Regions from separate parts of the Mus musculus genome. Here regions 2 and 3 are each linked to region 1. Evidence: chromatin contacts called from public Hi-C data. All regions are on one chromosome and are shown on one strand. The core of a region is the stretch at or near the end of the contact, and the rest is flanking DNA. Distances in the headings are between cores, read along the strand shown. Region 1 holds the start of Fosb (FBJ osteosarcoma oncogene B). Region 2 holds the start of Zfp36 (zinc finger protein 36). Region 3 holds the start of Egln2 (egl-9 family hypoxia-inducible factor 2).

Region 1 (4,589 bases), core at 1,527-4,026:
GTGGTTCACAACCAACTCTAACTTCAGTTACAGGGAATCCAATGGCTTTTTTTTTTAACCTCTGTGGGCATCAGGCACACACAGGGTGCACACACACACTCATACAAAGACCTAACAAAACAAAACCCCTCATACAGATAATATAAAATAAGTAATACTAAAAACAAAGCAAAACAAAATAAAAATAAACAATTAAAGTGCCTCTTTGCTTTCTTCTTTAGATTTTGGGCTGGACCAGGAGTTATGGAACAGTTTCCTCCAAGACTGAAACATTCCATCTGGCAGAGAAGTGCTTTAAACAGGAAGGCAAAAGACTCACAATAGGAAGTCCCTGAAACTGACCACATTTACTAAGCCCCTCCCTGCCAAAGTAAGCAATAAATTATGGCTAAGAGTCTCCCCACTCCTAAGATGGAAAGATGCCAAGCTGCAAAGGAGATCCTGACAACAGACCAGCTATTTGGAAGACTCAGAACCTAGCCAAGCTGCCTGCAAGAGGTTTAGACCAACTAAGACATCTGGAGAGAGCACCCTCCAATCTGTGGAGCAGTCTTCAGGCTCTGCAGGGTGCTCCAGGCTCCCAGCTTTGTAAGCTGTCACTCATGCTGGGGCGGGCTTGGGTGACGCAGCTGTCTTTGAGTGACTTCTCCCGTAAGTCACCCCTCACCCATGCACACTCCTGTAAGTAACTCTAATAGAAAATTCATCGGTTCAGCAAATTGGACTTTGGTCTCTTCTGAGCTGGCTCCCTGTCTAGGGTGAATGGACATGTGTGTGTGGCATCTCCCCTGGAAAAGTTTTCTTTCCCTAGGCTTGGCCTGGGGTCTCCCAGGCTTTTTGCAGTTGCTGGTGGCATCCTTCTTAGTGGGTACTTAAGAATCAGGACCCTGGCCAGCGATGCAGCAGCCGTTGGCAGAGGGCTCCCCTAGCATGCAGGAGGCCCCTGGATTACATCCCCAGTAATAAACCAGGCCTGGCGACAATATAGAGGTGAGAGCAAGATGTTCATTGTCATCCTTGGGTACATAGTAAATTCTAGTCTTTGTTTTAAAAACAAACAAACAAACAAACAAGCAGGACATAAGATCAGATATGCCTGGCATGGTGGAAGGTGCCTTTAACTCCAACACTCAAGAGGTAGAGGTCATCCTGGCCTACAGAATGAATTCCAGGCCAAAGGTGGTACATAATGAGACCCCATCTCAAAAACAGACAGAGAAAGGAGGAGGGCAAAGGGTAGAAAGAGGAGGGGATGTTCACAATAGGGGGAGGGGATGTTCACAATACGTGTATATATATTCTTTCCTTCTGGATGTGGATAGAACCCAGGACTTCACACATGCTAGACATTCATTCCACTTTAAGCTACATTCCCGCCCTCACATCCCCTTTTGTTTAAATCATTAATATTGATATTATTATTATTATTATTATTATTACTACATATGAGTACTGGTTGTTTTCTGTCTTTGCATGCATGTGGAGATCAGAGAACAATTTTTAGGAGTCATTTTTCTTCTTCCACCGTGAGTCCCAGGGATGGGACTCAGGTTGTCAGGTATGTGTAGCAAGCTCCTTTACCTGTGAACCATCTTGCTGGGGCTGATACCTGCTGATTGCTAAACACATGCCACCGATTATATTAATGCACTAGTATTTTATTTATTTATTTTTCGAGACAGGGTTTCTCTGTGTAGCCCTGGCTGTCCTGGAACTCACTCTGTAGAACAAGCTGGTTTCGAACTCACAGAGATCTCCCTGCTTCTGCTGGGATTAAAGATGTGTGCTGCTGCCGCAGCTGCCACCACCACCAGACACCACCAATTATTATTGTTCAATTATTATTGTATACACACTTTCTTTTCTGTCTCCTGAGCTAAGTGGGAAGGAGAGGCTTCCAACACCATCAAGCCTGAAGAACTCACCGGGTGTGGGTTCCTACCTGCTCCAATTCTGCAGGTCCCCCAGATTCAGGGACCCGGAAAAGCCACCTATCCTTTGCTTAGCTATGAGTACTGAAGTTTTAGATCAGGGAGGGAGCACATTTTCCAAGCTCACCGAGTCACACAGAATCCGTGACAAAGCTAGTGGGGAGGGGACTGCATCCTTACCCATCCCTACACCTGGAGATATCACAGACTCTCCAATTCCTCCTGAGCCTCAGTTTCCCCACCTAGACTGATTATACCCCTCTCGCCAGAATCTGCACTGGGGACCTTGCTCTTTTTCACCAGCAGGGGCGCTGCACCGGTTTGGGGAGGGTGGGGTCCCAGGGGTATAAGCAGACCTGGGATCTGGAGTTGCACCTTCTCCAACCCGGGTCAGCAGGGGCCTTCTGAGGGAGTTTAGGCGCCTGTCAATCTCAGCCTCCGGGACAGCGTGGAACTGCGCAGGCGCGGGCGGGTTCCGCACAGCGCAACAGCGGGCGCGCGCAGGAGCGAGGGATTCCCTCTGACGTAATTGCTAGGATACCAAACAAACACTGGGCCGCGCTGGCCGAGCTCCTTATATGGCTAATTGCGTCACAGGAACTCCGGGGAGGGCGGGGCGGGATCCCCTCCCGCGAAGCCCCTCAGAACGCAGCCTTGGGGACCCCCGAGACCCCCAGGGTCACACTATGGGCAGGTGGCAGGTGCACGAGGCCCTGGAGGGCGCCACAAGGAGCTCAGTCGGCGGGAAGGGAGAGTTTGGGAGGTTTGTGCATGGAGTTGCGGGTGACGCAAGCGCGGGGGCGGGTCCCGGAGGCATAAATTCAGCCCGGCAGCTCCCGGTTTCATTCATAAGACTGGAGCGGCTACGCCGGGGACACGCGGAGCCGGGGCTTGCTGGACTTGACTACTGGTGACTCTTTCTTTTTCTTCTTCTTGGAGGCCGTGAAAAATTTATATATATATATTTATATATATTTTTAAACTGGAGAGAAAGTTTTGTGGGTTTCCTTTTTGCAAGACTCTTTCTAGATCGTTCTTCCGATTCGTCCGGAGGATAGACTTTCTTTCTGTGGGCTTCTGGATCGCGCCCCTCTGCTCTCCCTCATTTCTTGGGACGCTTCGACAGGATTGGAACTGCATCTGAAGCGCACGCTGCACCGCGGCACTGCCCGGCGGGTTTCTGGGCGGGGAGCGATCCCCGCGTCGCCCCCCGTGAAACCGACAGAGCCTGGACTTTCAGGAGGTACAGCGGCGGTCTGAAGGGGATCTGGGATCTTGCAGAGGGAACTTGCATCGAAACTTGGGCAGTTCTCCGAACCGGAGACTAAGCTTCCCCGAGCAGCGCACTTTGGAGACGTGTCCGGTCTACTCCGGACTCGCATCTCATTCCACTCGGCCATAGCCTTGGCTTCCCGGCGACCTCAGCGTGGTCACAGGGGCCCCCCTGTGCCCAGGGAAATGTTTCAAGCTTTTCCCGGAGACTACGACTCCGGCTCCCGGTGTAGCTCATCACCCTCCGCCGAGTCTCAGTACCTGTCTTCGGTGGACTCCTTCGGCAGTCCACCCACCGCCGCCGCCTCCCAGGTAAGTTTTAGATCGTAAAGATTCTACTTTAGTGGTTGGGGGGGGGGGTGTTTCTTTCAGGCTAAAGTGTAGATTGAGCATCCTCTCAAATAGAGACGCGCCAAAACCCAGGATCTGGGATTGCAATAGTTCGGTTTGCACTTTGGTTTTTTGTTGTTTGCAAACTGCAAAGAATGGAGTGATGTTTGCAAAAGGTTATTTGCGCGGAGCGCGGGAAAGGAATGCAGCTGGGCAAACGTTGGCGATGCCCGGTGCAAAGTATATACCCGGTGGTTAGCAGAAGCTGAGAACTTTTAGCCGAAAGCCGGCTCCCTAAGCCGAAGCTAGGCAAGTAGGGGAAGAAAAAGAAACAAAAAATTCCAGAGAAGCTTCCAGGAGCCTCCTCCTCTTCCCTCTTCCTTCAAAACGCGGACTGCAAGTCCGCAGTCACCCTCCACCCAGCAAGAGTTAGGGCCTCGAACCCCGGTCACGCTGCCTCCGCCTCCTGCGCGGAGACGTAACGGGGGACCCGTGCGTAAAGGCTGACGCGCTGGAATCCTCCGTCTGACGCGGGGCACGCACAGCGCGCAGCGCCCCCTCCGCCCGCCCCGCCCCTGACGTCCCGGGCACGTTCTATTTTGGAACGCCGAGGCCACGTTGCTAAGGGAGGGGGCAGCGTGGCTTTGTGATTGGCTGTCGCGGCGCGAGCTTTAGCCAATCAGCGTTCCCTTCCTATTTGTAGAGCGTAGCTCCCTTCCTTGCTTTTTGTGGTTCTTCCCGTGCTGGGGGTCTCCAAGAGGGAGAGCTAGGGGATTCTTGTCGCGATCGGGGGACTCGTTGTCACCCCATGGGTCTGCGAGGACCTTGTGTGGACCTGGTCCTGTTGTCATAAGCTAGAGGCTTTTGGCTGAGTGTTAGCGCCTCTAAGGGGGAACTGAAGGCCTCATCCCTTCTCCAGGCACACATATACGTGCTCCCTGAGCTCTAGACACTCAGTCCTTCCGAGGTGTTCAAACACTAGATGAGCTAGCCTACGGAGAGGCAGCCAGGTGGTCTCTAAAAGGTCTGCCTTCCCTTAGTTCCCAGGGCTCTGAT
Region 2 (4,589 bases), core at 878-3,377, 9.1 Mb before region 1:
GGCAAGTTTTTGTGCCCCTCCTTCCCTTCTTTTCCCGTTGTCCTCGAGACTGTTTACAACAGACTGGAACCCTGGTTACAAGAGAAGGAACCCAAGCGTCCGGGCTGAGCGTCCTCGTCACGGCTTCCAGGAAGCCCCCCCTCCCCCGCCCTAAGCGAGTGAGTCACGGGCGAGCGGGAGGCCGCAACCGTGCCACAGCAGCCTATGGCCCGCCCTGCTCACGGGACCAGCCCAGGAAGGCCCCTTGGCCCCAGAAAGCGCTGCACCAGGGATTCCCCCCAACCCCCTCTCCTATGAGGCAAGCCAGTAAGTAGCCTGGCAGAATCTCCCTACCTCGATACGCAACGCACCGTGTGAGAACTTCCCAGCATGGTAATTACACTCCTGGCAATGATAACCCCCATACACAAGAACTCTTTTTCACTGGAGATATCCTTGAAATAACACTTTTGACTTGGGTGTGGCGGCCATGCCTGTAATCCTAACACTACTTGGGTGGTGGAGACTGGAGGATCGCAAGTTCCAAGCCGGCTAAGGAGACCGACTGAAAAGCAAAAACCTTACAGATCTCCAGAGAGTTGAGTTAAGACTGCTTGCATTACTAGAAACCCATTCAACGTTGAAGGTGGCCCATTCTTTCAATAGAGCAGAGCTTCCTCCCTAATAAAAGACGTAAGCTGTTCCAACCTTGAGTTTTCGGAAGCAAAACCTCTTAATTTAAACTGCAGCTTGGGTAAATGTGCTATCCAGCCATGCTAGACTAGGGGGTTGGAAGGGCACTGCTGAGCTACAGCTCAGAGCGGTCCCTACCTGGACCAACTGTCTTACAGGTTCTGTGCCTTCAGGTTTAAGTTTTTATTTCGCCTTTCTATCTTTCTGTAACCCACTTCCTCGCCTAGATTTGTTTCCCAGTCCCCTCTCCCTGTCTTACTGTCTCCCCACTTTGTAAATGTCATCTTTTTTTCTTTCTATAATAGGGTTGGCTCTAAGGAGTACATACCAAGTCGCTGAGACTTCGTTTTACTTCCTCCTTACCTTCGTGGTTTCTCTTTTTTTTTTTTTTTTTTTTTAAAAGTAGGACCTGGAACTCAATCAATAGCTTAGTCTGACATTGAACGCCTGATCCCCCTTCCTCCACCTCCAAATGCCAAGATTACAACCATATGCCACTGTCTTGTCTTTTGTTTTGTTTTTCAAGACAGGGTTTCTCAGCCGAGCATGGTGACACACGCCTTTGATCCCAGCACTCCGGAGGCAGAGGCAGGCGGATTTCTGAGTTCAAGGCCAGCCTGGTCTACAAAGTGAGTTCCAGGACAGCCAGAGCTATACAGAGAAACCCTGTCTCGAAAAACAAAAACAACAAACAAACAAAAAAGACAGGGTTTCTGTGTGTAGTCCTGGCTGTTCTGGAACTCACTCTGTAGACCAGGCTAGCCTCGAACTCATAGAAATCCGTCTGCTTCTGCCTTCCAAGTGCTGAAATTAAAAGTTTGGGCCATCAGTGATCTGGCATCTTTTTACTTCCTAAGAAAAGGGTCTCACCAAGTTACTCAAGCTGCCCTAGAACCCACTGTATAGTGGAGCCAGGCCTTGAACTACCAGTCTCCTGCCTCAGCCTCCCTGAGGGGCCGGAATCACAGTCCTAAACCAGCAGATCCTACTTGTGAATGTCTCTCACTGTCTCTTTGTTTTTCTCTCGGCTTCTGGCCATCTCTGTCTCTTCCAACTTGTCTCTCCCCGCCCCCGTCTGTCTCACACGCACACGCCCTCAGTCTCTGCCCTTGTCAATTGTCCCTAGAGCCCTGCCCCCACTTCTGCCCCAGTTCTCTTCCCGACTGCCTTCCACCTCTGAAAAACACTAGGACGCCCCGCTACCATCACCTCCAGTTGGTCGTACACAACCCTCCCTACTACCCCCCGAGAGGGGCCGGAGCTGCGGGAGGGCCAAGTTCAGGCACATTTTGCATGCTAACCAGCAGATAGGCGGAAGGGGCCTAGTACCAGGCCGGCCGAGCTACGCCGCGGGGGCGCGTCCCGGAAGCTCTAGTGGCCACGCCCCCAGGCCGCCCCATAAAAGGAGAAAGCTCCTGCTGCGGGCCACAGCCTGACTTCTGCGAACCGACAGTCGGTCTCTTCACCAAGGCCATTCGCGCCACCATGGATCTCTCTGCCATCTACGAGGTGAGTACCTGTTAGACAGCATCCCGGGATCCCCGACGCACCAAACTTAGGCCCGGGACGCCTCCGTACCTTCTCAGACTAGCCCTGGCTGGCTGGAAATGAGAGAGGGAGCCAGCGAGCCTAGCGCCTCGGTCCAGATACCGGCGATCCCCTTGGGACGAAAAGCTGGCACACTGCTGTCACTCGCGTAGGGCGGAAGCGGCATCACACCTGTCTAGTGCCCTTCGCTGCCCATGGCGCGGTTTGGTGGCCAAGCAGGTGCTAAGGTTGAGGTAGGGGGGGAGTTGACAGGGTAAGAGTTCTAGAGAGATCTGGCCTCCTGGGTCAGCTTTGGCCGGCTCCTTCAAGTTGTGAAACGAGCGCCCGGTGGGCGGTCATATGGGGGGGGGGGGAGTCCTAGAGGCCCAAAGTTGGCGAGCAGCAGTGTGCTTTGATTTGGGGGGGAACCCTCTCTCGATCGGGGATACTGGGCTTCCTAGATCCTTCTGGATTACCTTCAGTCATGTGGAAACACTCAAATCTCTGTAGTCAGGTTCTCCCTGGAGTTTGTGTGAGCCGGGTGGGGCTCAGGCCGAGAACCCACAAACCGGACTGGCAAGCTCGTGAAGTGCTTTACAACAGGGGCGGGGCGACGTCACCTTACCTTTTCTGGTGGCCTAACCGAACCCTGTTCCTCTCAGAGCCTCCAGTCGATGAGCCATGACCTGTCATCCGACCACGGAGGAACCGAATCCCTCGGAGGACTTTGGAACATAAACTCGGACTCCATCCCGTCTGGGGTCACCTCTCGCCTGACTGGCCGCTCCACTAGCCTGGTGGAGGGCCGAAGCTGTGGCTGGGTACCCCCACCCCCTGGTTTTGCACCTTTGGCTCCCCGCCCAGGCCCTGAGCTGTCACCCTCACCTACTTCGCCTACTGCAACTCCCACCACCTCCTCTCGATACAAGACCGAGCTCTGTCGGACCTACTCAGAAAGCGGGCGTTGTCGCTACGGGGCCAAGTGCCAGTTTGCTCACGGCCTGGGTGAACTTCGCCAAGCCAATCGCCACCCCAAGTACAAAACGGAACTCTGCCACAAGTTCTACCTCCAGGGCCGCTGCCCCTATGGCTCTCGATGCCACTTCATCCACAACCCCACCGAGGACCTAGCTCTCCCTGGCCAGCCCCATGTGCTGCGACAAAGCATCAGCTTCTCCGGCTTGCCCTCAGGCCGCAGAAGCTCGCCGCCACCTCCAGGCTTTTCTGGCCCTTCCCTGTCCTCTTGTTCCTTTTCGCCTTCCAGCTCCCCACCGCCCCCTGGGGATCTTCCACTTTCCCCTTCTGCCTTCTCTGCTGCCCCTGGGACCCCTGTGACTCGAAGAGACCCTAACCAGGCCTGTTGCCCCTCCTGCCGAAGGTCTACTACCCCCAGCACCATCTGGGGGCCCTTGGGTGGCCTGGCTCGGAGCCCATCTGCCCACTCTCTGGGATCCGATCCTGATGACTACGCCAGCAGCGGCAGCAGCCTGGGGGGGTCAGACTCACCTGTCTTTGAGGCAGGGGTGTTTGGGCCTCCCCAGACCCCTGCACCCCCAAGGCGTCTCCCCATCTTCAATCGTATCTCTGTCTCTGAGTGACAAGTGCCTACCTACCCAGTATGGATCAGCTAGATCTCAAAGAGAGGGCAGGGACTGCTCATTGCTGTGGGGACCTGGGGCACTCCTCTAAGTTAATAAGTCCCATCTTCTGGACATTCCAAGATGCAATAACCCATTTCCCTGGTGCTGGGCTGGGGCAGGTCCCTAGTTTGCAAATTCAGTGTTTGGGTGGATCCGTTCCTAGGGTACCTAAGATGTTTGAGGGAGACAGTTGACAGTTGGTCTTCCAGGCCCCAAGTCTTCTGTTGTTTTTGAGATAGGAGCTTATTATGGTACCCCAGGCTGGCTTTGAACTCAATATAATCCTGCCTTAGCCTTTTCCAAGTTCTGGGGTTACAGGTATGCACCAGCCCCTCTGCAACTCTGGTCTCCTGGAATCTTAAGTGCTGTGAAGAGCCGGCTCCCACAATACTATCCTAATTTTTACTAGACCCTGAAGTTCAGTGTCCGGTGGTCGAAGCCTCTCCTGAGAATCCTGGTGCTCAAATTTCCCTCCTAAAGCAAATAGCCAAAGCCATTGCCAAATCCCTTCTCCCCCAACCAGTGGGCCCTTTATTTATGACGACTTTATTTATTGTATTAAGATTTTATAGTATTTATATATATTGGGTCGTCTACTCCGTTTTTCTTTTTGTAATGTTAAAACTGATACTGTATTAAGTATATGCTATAATATATTAATATATTGCTACCGTACAAGTCTATTTTTTGGGGGGGGTTGGAATTTTTAAATAAAATCTTGAGTGTGAACTGAGATGAAATTTGTCTTTT
Region 3 (4,589 bases), core at 655-3,154, 7.9 Mb before region 1:
TCCATCCCCCATCCCCCTTCGCTGGCCTGGTGGGGCCTGGCTGTGGGGCAAGATTGAGCCACAGGGGAAAGGGGACCCCATACCTGCTGCTGCTTCCTCTGCCTTGGCTAACTCTAGTCCCCCTGAGCCCCAAACCCTACCTGAAGAACTCCCAAAGCTTGAGACCAGGGCCGTTTGGCCCCAACTTCCTGCCTGGCCCCGCTGTTGCAAGTCTGTTATTTATTACCTGGAGGCCTGTTCCATCCTGTCCTGGTCCTCCATAAAGCATTGTTTACACCTGTGTTTCGGCCTCTGTCATTCTGAGATGAGGAAACCGAAGTGGTCTCTAATGGAAGCTATGAATAGGCCTCTGCATGAGGAGCCCCTGTTTGTGGGTGGTGGGACTTGGTTTGTGGGACAAGTTGGGGTAGGTACATCCTGGCTCACGTACTCATTGAGGACAGAGTTCGTCATTGTATACATGTCCTTGCTTTTTCCTACACACAGCCCCCCTTTTTGACACAGGGCCTTGTTATAGCCTAGACTAACCTGGAATTTGAGGTCTCCCTGCCTCAGCCTCCCATGAGCTGGGATTACAATGTACCCATCCCAGGTTGTGTACATGCTTCATGGTAGTGGCAGTACACGATCCATCAAAGGTGGTGTGTGCAGCGATGACATCCCTGTGTGTGACATGTATGGGGCAGTATGACACTGTGGCATGTGAGTAGTCTCTGGCCTGGTGACTGTGTTGGTGAGGCTGCTGTTGTGTGCAACATCAAGACCGAGGACTTGGGAATCTAAGGGGGGGTCTTGAGTCTGTGCCTGGTTTGACTTAGTGTACACCACCTCATGTCTGCAAACTAGGACGGTGGCTCACTGTGTTCCTAAAAACACGTGCTCCTGAGGTTTGTGTGTGCACTGATGGAGATTTGTTTCTTTGTGTGTGTCTGTGTGCCTGCGAACACGAACATTCTTCGCCATGTGCCACTGTGGTTCTTGTGCAACCCGGACTCCTGGTCATACTTAATGTACCCTGATGTCTTTATAGCCATAGCCTTCTGGAGACAGGTGCAGCCCCCCTCAGGACAGCTTCAGCTGCTCTCACAAAATGTCAGCAAGTATCCAAGCCCACTTATTGCCCATTTGTTAGGCCCTGGAGTTGGTGGAAAGGGTCGGGCATTCAAATAACCCTATCCACACAGCCCTCCCCGGAATGGTGGTATAAATATTAAGAGTAGCTTAGTGGTAGAGCGCTTGCATCGCACATGTGAAGCTCTGGATTCAGTCTCCAGCACTACAGAAACAAAAAATCCGCTTGGGCTACAGAGGAGCTGGGTTTTGCAAATGTCTTCTTTGTGAGTCTGTCCCAGGTTGCTTTAATCTGACTCCCACAGTTGCCCTGAGGGAGCAGCGAGGAGCGGGTCATGCAAATAGTACACATTTGCTCATTTGTTCTACCCGGTTTCGCTTCTCTAAGGACGTCCCGTACTCACCGTTATTTTTTTTTAAGTGCTTATGTAAATTACTGACGTAGGAATTTACATACACTTTCCAACTAACTGCGCAGTCATTTCTCAATATACTCTTGGGCTGTGTGCAGGAGCGGCCCATGTAAATGAGACATTTGCATAGCAAATGCCAAGAACCCAGCTGACAAGTTCACTGACACTTTTGGCTCCGAGGGGTGGGCCTTTCTGTGTGAAACTGCTCTTTTGTACCCCTCTCCAAGGGGCCGTCTTGAGAACTCACAGAACGCCTTTTACTGAACCTGCGTGTCTGCTTTCGCGTGGAAGGGGAGGAGCACATAATGCAAATAAGCCTCGCGTCCCGGACCAGCTCACTTCTTGGGCAGTGCGTTCTAAGCCTCCTGTCAACGTGCGGTTCGCGCACGCGCAGTCTCCTCGGCCGGGCCGCTGTCACGTGCCCAGCGGGCGAGGCGGGGGCGGGGCGTCGCGGGCGGTGGGGGGCGGGGTATGGCGCGCTGCGAAGCGCAGGGCGGCTGGCACAAACGGCGGCGCCGAGGCCGGAGGAAAAAGCTCGGTGAGGAGGTCGCGCGAAGGGAAAGACCCGGGGAGGAGAAGGAGTCTGAGGCCCGGTGGCCGGGCGCGGGCGACGGGGCTGGAGGCGGGAGCGCGCGCGGGCGGCAGCGACCCCACGCTAGGGCGTTGGGGGTGGGGAAGGAAGCGCGCGCCCGGCGCGGTGGGGCGGACCATTGGGGGCCACGGGAGCGCGCAATAACCACCAAGGGGAGGGGCCGGGCCGAGGCGGCCCCGCCTCAGTCACCCGGGGCGTCCCGCGGCCCCTGGGTCCTGGCGGAGGGGGTTGGGAGGAAGGCAGTCGGGTCGGACTCTGCTCTCGGGCTCCCTTCCGTCAGTCCGTCCGTCTGGCAGGACCTCCCTTCCGGCTGGGTGTGTGTCGGGCCCCAGTAGGCTTCCTCCCGTAGGGCACAGGTCGACCCCACCGGCCCTCCCGCTCCCCTGCCGTCTTGTTTTTCTCCCTGTTCTCTTTGTCCCTGGACTCCCGGTTTTCCCCGCCTGCCCTGGCTCGTAATCTTCCACCCAGGCGATTAGGTTCCCGCGAATGTTGCGCGGTGGCATTGCCCGTTGGTTCCCCACAACCCTGACTTTACCCTAGATTCCACACTCCCGTTTTCTGTGTCTCCTCCCTCCTCATCTCTCTGAGTCTCTATAGAAACCTCAGGCAGGTACCTTGTATTTTCCACTTGCATCGTCGCTTTTCGTCCACAGATATCTGTCTCCCTATCACCTTCCTCTCTGGGCCGTCATGCAACGTTCTCTGCACTTTCTCTCTATTACTCTTTATGCCAGACATTCCCTCTCAAATTCCCAAGTTATATGCCCCATGTTGTCTCCCTGTGTGCGTGTGTGTTTGTTGTGGCCCAGTCTGTCATCTACTTCCTGCTGGTACCATCCCCACCCCTTCCCACCTGCTCGTCTCTTGACTTCTTTTAAGTTCTTCCTTTTCTCTTTTCCAGCCACCCCCATCAGTCCCTTCTCAAGCTCCTAGAGACAACTGTGGACTTGGGGACCAGCGAGCACCCCCAGAGCACTAGAGGAGCCCCTGCTGCCTGCCCTGCCTCACCCTGCCCCACACGAGGCCCAGCGGCCCCGGGCTGCATCAAGTGGAGGAGGAGGAGGCGGAGGAGGGTGGCACCATGGGCCCGGGCCGTGCCCTCCATGCCCGGGGGATGAAGACACTGCTGCCATGGACAGCCCGTGCCAGCCGCAGGCCCTGAATCAAGCTCTCCCTCAGTTGCCAGGGTCTGTGTCAGAGTCCTTGGAGTCTAGCCGAGCCAGAATGGGGGTGGAGAGTTACCTGCCCTGCCCTCTGCTCCCGGCCTATCACCGTCCAGGAGCATCTGGGGAGGCCTCGGCTGGCAATGGGACCCCCAGAACCACAGCCACTGCTACTACGACCACTGCCAGTCCCCTGCGGGAGGGCTTTGGTGGGCAGGATGGTGGTGAGCTTTGGCCACTGCAGAGTGAAGGTGCTGCTGCGTTGGTCACCAAGGAGTGCCAGCGACTGGCGGCCCAGGGTGCCCGGCCTGAGGCCCCCAAACGGAAGTGGGCCAAGGATGGTGGGGATGCCCCTTCACCCAGCAAGCGACCGTGGGCCAGGCAAGAGAACCAGGAGGCCAAGGGGGAAAGTGGTATGGGCTGTGACAGCGGTGCCAGCAACAGCAGCAGCAGCAGCAGCAACACTACCAGTAGCAGTGGCGAGGCAAGTGCTAGGCTGAGGGAGGAAGTCCAGCCCTCTGCACCTGAGCGCCTGGCCCTGGACTATATTGTGCCTTGCATGCGGTACTATGGTATCTGTGTCAAGGACAACTTCTTGGGGGCAGTACTGGGTGGCCGTGTGCTGGCTGAGGTGGAAGCCCTGAAGTGGGGCGGGCGTCTTCGTGATGGGCAACTAGTGAGCCAGCGGGCGATCCCACCGCGCAGCATTCGTGGGGACCAGATTGCCTGGGTAGAAGGTCACGAGCCAGGCTGCCGGAGCATTGGTGCCCTCATGGCTCACGTGGACGCAGTAATCCGCCACTGTGCAGGGCGGCTGGGCAACTACGTCATCAATGGGCGCACCAAGGTAAGGCACTTTTCTGGTGCGTGCCTGATGCTGTGGCATGGGGGTCTGGAGACAATCCTCTGCGGGTTATGTAGCAGGGTGTAGGCACCTCCGTCAGAGGGGCTACAGTTACCTCCCTCCAAACTTTGAGTTTTGTACCAGAAATAGTTCAGCCCGGGGTGGTGGTGGTCCTCGACCTTGGGAGACCCAGAGCCCCTGACTGTCCAGACTCTCCTTAGACCACGGGTAGTGAAGCTGGCACGCAGATGGCAGAACCAGAAGGCGGAGGGAAGGCTGGCAGTGTCGAGTTAGCCTAGGCCGAGGATGGGGTGCTGCCTGTCTAGTTGAGCACGGAGCCTGGCCTCCATTCTGCCCTGTGAGCCTACTCTTGGAGCCAGGAGCACCAGGAGCAGCTTCCCAATGGTGACACTGGGTGACAGTGTGCTCGCGCAGGTAGAGCACTTGTCAGGCTCTTTCCCACTCTTCCCCGCCCCAGTCCCTGTTCTCTGTTCTCTGACTGTTTG

The links. Hi-C and Micro-C count contacts between places; a contact is called where the count stands out from the background.
Region 2: a contact with region 1 is called in a Hi-C map of CD4 T cells, with 5 times the contacts expected there. The contact joins the promoter of Zfp36 here to the promoter of Fosb in region 1.
Region 3: a Hi-C map of B cells shows a contact between it and region 1, with 5 read pairs. The contact joins the promoter of Egln2 here to the promoter of Fosb in region 1. A contact is called at or near these places in 1 of 39 promoter capture datasets (cranial neural crest) and 1 of 484 Hi-C or Micro-C datasets (B cells).

The regions. Positions count from the first base shown.
Region 1 is chr7:19,308,232-19,312,820 of GRCm38.p6, reverse strand. It overlaps Fosb (FBJ osteosarcoma oncogene B), which reads left to right and starts at 2,776. Exons shown (of 4, transcript NM_008036.2): 1 at 2,776-3,515. The coding sequence starts at 3,390.
Region 2 is chr7:28,376,766-28,381,354 of GRCm38.p6, reverse strand. It overlaps Zfp36 (zinc finger protein 36), which reads left to right and starts at 2,127. Exons shown (of 2, transcript NM_011756.4): 1 at 2,127-2,181; 2 at 2,862-4,571. The coding sequence starts at 2,158. The coding sequence ends at 3,797.
Region 3 is chr7:27,164,117-27,168,705 of GRCm38.p6, reverse strand. Egln2 (egl-9 family hypoxia-inducible factor 2) reads left to right here and starts at 1,904. Exons shown (of 6, transcript NM_053208.4): 1 at 1,904-2,022; 2 at 2,978-4,086. The coding sequence starts at 3,208. Rab4b (RAB4B, member RAS oncogene family) reads left to right here. Exons shown (of 8, transcript NM_029391.2): 8 at 1-273.